2 separate regions of the Arachis hypogaea genome follow, and region 2 is linked to region 1. Evidence: chromatin contacts called from public Hi-C data. All regions are on one chromosome and are shown on one strand. The core of a region is the stretch at or near the end of the contact, and the rest is flanking DNA. Distances in the headings are between cores, read along the strand shown.

Evidence for each region. Hi-C and Micro-C count contacts between places; a contact is called where the count stands out from the background.
Region 2: a contact with region 1 is called in a Hi-C map of leaf, with 2.5 times the contacts expected there. The contact joins the promoter of LOC112715403 here to the enhancer-like site in region 1. A contact is called at or near these places in 2 of 8 Hi-C or Micro-C datasets (leaf and an unstated tissue).

Annotation. Positions count from the first base shown.
Region 1 is chr10:24,393,255-24,395,954 of arahy.Tifrunner.gnm2.J5K5, forward strand. No RefSeq gene overlaps it. Among protein-coding and RNA genes, the nearest start is that of LOC112715399, 19 kb to the left of the region's middle. Within about 2 kb of position 1,372, at least 3 of the 3 cell types and tissues checked have open chromatin away from gene starts, as enhancers often do.
Region 2 is chr10:24,544,344-24,547,043 of arahy.Tifrunner.gnm2.J5K5, forward strand. It overlaps LOC112715403 (nuclear pore complex protein NUP88), which reads left to right and starts at 1,442. Exons shown (of 11, transcript XM_025767166.3): 1 at 1,442-1,768; 2 at 2,549-2,700.

The DNA.
Region 1 (2,700 bases), core at 122-2,621:
AAAACACTAAATTTCAACACCCATTTGTTACCAAGATATTTGTTCTAACAAAAAACACTAAATTTCAATACCCATTACAACAAATAAAACAGGTAATACTAAAAAAAATCACTTATTTTAGTTATTTTAGACATCATTTTTATTTCTAATTTAAATTATTTATTGATTATATAAACCAACTTCGCCAACACTAATATCATCAGACGAAGATCACATACCCATCAAGAGATTAAGGAGAAAGAAAACTATACAAATTCAAAACACATATTCGGAAGAAGGACATACTTGCAAAGATGAAACAAACAACACAATAGAAAGTGCATATAACTCAATAATTCATAGAACATGCCTTTACAAGAACTTACACAGAAAGAAGAAAATAACAATTCTAACAACAACCAATAAAAAAAAAGAAGACGAGCGCCACACAAAAAAACTGTTTATCAACTAAAACAAATGTAAAACTCAAATCACCAAATAAAAATATCATTTTATACGTACAACTCTAATATCTAAATTTTTTGTATTATAAATTATTTTAAATAAAATATCTTTTAAATTAACTTTAATTTATATATTTAATTTAATTAATTCTACAAAACATAACAATTTTTAATATTTATTATATATTATCATTAATTTACCGCTTTGCTTATCGGACGCATCTTGTTCTAATTTTAATAACTATGCTTTGGCTCTTTCAACATAAGATTATATGGCGTGGCGGTCAATTTGGTCTCACTCAAAAGCCAACCAAGTACAAAGCATATGCTCTGGATGCAACTTGGCGGTGGTGGTTATTCATTACTCACATAATTAGAAATGGCGGAAATTGCTAGGACGACACAAAATAATATACTTTCATCACAAAAAATAATATACTTTCTATTTTGGTGGCCTTTTTTTTTATCGAAAATAGAGAGATTCGAACTCGCAACTTTTTAGTTGAGTATAGAAATATTATGTTATTTGAGTTATAATTCATTAGTTTTTGATGACCTATTTAGGACCACATATTTTATTTTATTACATAAATAAAATTTTTACTTTTGATAAAAAATATATAATATACTTAAATATTTCTTTTTTTTTTGGTTTTCATAAAAAAAAATACCATAGAATATGGCCATAGAATCTGGAAGAAGAATGCTTGCATTTTCTCTTTTTTATGTTAGGGCCAATAGGCCCATGAGACGAACCCGAACCCACGATGCTGCAGCAACCCATGAACAAATAGAATCTCTTTTTTTGGTCCTGAAATAGAAAGCTTTCATTTCTGGCTCTAGAATTTGAAATGTTATGGGCCGAATGGTGTGTTGATCCAGTAACGGTCCATATCATAGAGCCCAAATATTATCACTGTGTGTTTTTGTTAAAAAGTATTATAACTTTAGCTGGGGGCTACCTTCCTCTTGGACTTCAAAAGGCCCAAAATTCCCAGGAAATGGTTATAAGGGAAACAAGAGTAATCCAAATTTACTGAGCCAGTTTTCATTTTTGGACAAAATACAACTCTATTTTATAGTGAGCTTATTGTCAACCCCTGAACGCTGAACCCCGGCACTTTTTAATTTTTTCAAACCCAGGGATGGTTCCTTATACTTTCTTATAGTGAGCCCAAACAGCTGAGCCTTTAGTTTAGTGATCCATCGTCATGCGTTTAAAATGCTGTATCTTGGTTCAAGTTTCACTAGGCACAGTAGATGAACCATTAATAGTGACCAAAAAAAAAGCAAAATAGCTATATAAAATCAATTTAGGTTGATTTAGTAGTTAACTCATTTCTAAAAAATATCAACGAAAAAAATAGCGATATAAAAAATTGTATTTCTTATTCCTTCTAGTTTCATGCTTATAAAAGCTAAATATCCCTAAAATCATTTATTCTAATTACAAAAAGTAAAAAAGTTACTCTTCCCTAATAAACTATGCTTTAAAATGTTGAAGGGATCGCCAAGCAACTGATATTTAATTTTTATTTATTCAAATTGTTTTCTAGAAATCATTATCCAATAAATTAATATAAATCTAGCTATTAGTATAAAGAACTTATCAAGCCTTATACAACAATCCCTTTCTAGAAATAAAAAGTAGTATTTGTTTTGAGGTATTAAGACAGAAATTAAAAGATTAATATTTAGTATTATATTTGTTAATTTAAAAATTGATACTAAAATTTTTGTCTGTTATCAAAATTTTAGTATTTCAATACTTTTAAAAATTAAGACATAGAAACTACAATTTTTAAAAATGGAGACTGAAATTTTATTAATATTTTATACCTAAAATACTTTCATTTTAATTAATTAATTCCAATTTTACTCTTTGTACAAATTAAATTAGAATTTTATTCTTATTTCAATTTTTGTCTCCTACTTTACACCAAACAGAATACTAAAATTTATTTCTGTTTCTTAGTCTCTGTCTCTCAGCCTCATTTTTTCGCCTCTGTCTCTCCACCAAATACTACCAAAATAATTCTCATTTAAAATATAATAATTAATAATTAGTAATAATAATAAATTAAAAATCATGCTTATGCCTACCCTAATTATTCTGATCCCTAACTTATCCGCGTAGAGTGCGTGTGTAAATCACGTTAGTACGTGCCCTTATGTTTTGTCCCTTGGTTAATACGAAAAATTAAGAGGGGCCACAAACACAAAATGGTTCAACTCTAGGAAGCAAAGTCACACTATT
Region 2 (2,700 bases), core at 192-2,691, 150 kb after region 1:
CCAAAAAGTGGAGACACAGGGGACTAAAATTTTTAGAGATGGAGACTGAAACTTTAATAACATTTTATACCTAAAATACCTTTATTTTAATTAATTAATTCCAATTTTACTCTTTGTACAAATTAAATTAGAATTTCATTCTTGTTTCAATTTATGTCTCCCACTTTGCACCAAACAGAATACTGAGATTTATTTCAATCTCTGTCTCTTAGTCTCTGTCTCTCAATCTCAGTCTTTCCGTCTTTGTCTCTCTACCAAATGCTACCTAGGGAGTTAGGGTTGCACGAAGAAAATGCCGTTTCTTTGGAAAAATTAAAAAATCAGACGTGTCACAGTTCGGTTCGACCGACCGGTCCCCGGCCGATTTGACAGTCCAACCCTGGTTTCCCAATCTTTCGGTTATAGCTTCTGTCCGAACTGTATTTGTCAGTTGTTCACGGTTTGACCGGCCGATTCGAACCGATTTTCAGAACATTGGTGGTAATACATAGTGTTTTTTAATATAATGTACTTGGGTTCGAATTTTAGTAATGAGTAAATAGTAGATAAAATCCTTAAGGGTGTGTATGGTTAGAAAAATTATAAATAATTTCTAGAAATTTTGAGATGGGAATATCATATTCTCATGTTTGGTTCAAAGTTTGAAAAGCTATTCCCAAACATGTTTGATTCCAGGGAATTAAAATACCATTATTTTAATTTTCACATTCTCCTTAGGTATATTTGATTCACATGGAAATGGAATCTGAGTAACAAAGTAATACTTGAACCATACATTCTAAATATGTGAACTGTGTATGTAAATTTGTGGTGTCTAAGATGGAAAATTGTCTAATCCATCTTATTAAAAAATTTAATTTTTATATATTGACATATCTAATTAAATTTATGTATTTAGATAATTAAATAATAAATTTAAAAATTAATTATTATTTACAATATAAATTTATTATTTATATAAAACTTGTTTAGCAGTGGTATTAATTGTGTATAAAAATTAAATTAAAAAAGTAATTAGTAAAAAAGTAATAAAGCAATTCTTTCTACTGGAGAAAAAATTAAAATTTTATGTGAAATTGAAAAAATAAATTAAGTATGTAAAATATAATATTATAATAAGATTTAAATTGTAAAATTATCAGACCTAATATAAATTTTGTAAGATCGATTATAATCTGTAATATCAAAAAAATGTAAGAGTTAAATTGAGATTCCAGCTAAACTGAGTATATAACGATATTTGGTAACCGATGACGAGCCAGAAAGTATGGTTCTAAAAACCGAACCACCGGGAACTGGCTAGAAAAAGGTCTGGTCTGCTGTCTATAACCGCCCATTTAAAAACCGTTTGAAAACCGCTAAACCGGATGGAAACCGGTCGGTTGGACCGGGCCAGAAACCGTCCTGTTATGTATAAACGGCGCCGTTTTGGAATTTAAAAAAATAAAAAATGTCACTCCCGGTCAGCCCCCCCCTCTCCCTTTCCCATTCGTGAGTCTCACCCCTCATCTGAAGCCCAAAAATCAACGTTACCAAACCAAAACCCTAGCTTCCTCCTCAACGGTTCTACCGCAGTGCCGCCGCCGTCCGTGTTGTCGGCGCCGTCCGTACTTCCTCTTTCCCCCTGTCCCGAACCCAAGCCCTCTCTTGTAGGCTATAGCTCGGCACGTCGGCCCCATCCTCCGGCTTCTCTGTTCGAGGCTTGGAGCAGCTCGCCGTCGTGTCGCGGCTCGCCACTCGCCGCTCGCCGTCCGTCTCTCCGTCGAAGGTTAGTGGCACTGCTTTCACTTCTTCGGTTCTTCCTTTTATGCTCTGTTGAGTGTTTTCTGAATGTGAAACTGTGAATGGATTAATGGAAAGTTGGAATCCAAATCATTATTGAAATTTTGTGCTGCTGCTGTTTTTTTTTAATTTCTGAAATTTTTGTTGAACTACTGCTGATTTTATGCTGGTTTAGTGTGGTTAGTTTATGCTCTGTTTTGTAATGTTTGTTGCTGGATGGTGATTGTTCTTGATTCTTGGCTCTGTTTAGTCTCTTGTGCTGTTGGTAATGATGTTTTTGATTGGGTTTATCCTTTGAGAGCTACTGTTAGTGTGGTCTGGTGCTGTTTAGTCTCTGTTTAGTTTCTTGTTGAACTGCCAGTGCTGCTACCTCTGTTGCTGTTTCTGTCGTGCCTTGCCATCTTGTTACCACTGATTTCATCTGCCTTCATTCTTGTTCTACTTCAAAATCATGCTAAATTTGTGAGTGTCCGCTCTTTTTGAATATGTTTATAAATAATAAGATTAGACATTGATTTTTCTGATTATGGTTTTTGTCTGTATTTGATGTTGTTCAAATTTCATGATTTTGTTACTGGCTCCTGAAAGTTGGATTTATTTTTCTAATATGCTTAACATCAAAAAGATTTGGAAGAGTTTGTTACTCTTTATTAAGAATGTGCTGAAACTTTGTTAAAATTTGGCTGAAAATTTTGTTATTAGATAGATAGATAGATGGGATATGCCAAACTGAAACTTGAAGGTGGAGAATGTTTCTTATGTCCAGTTGCTTATAGGGAGTGAAAATGACATGTTACCTCAAAGAGGAATGTTGGCAGCCCCAAGAATGGCAAGCCTTAGGAGCTTGCTGAGGCTTGTCACCCTTCATTGGCCCTTTTCATGGATGAGATCAAGATTGGATGAAATCAATAACAACAA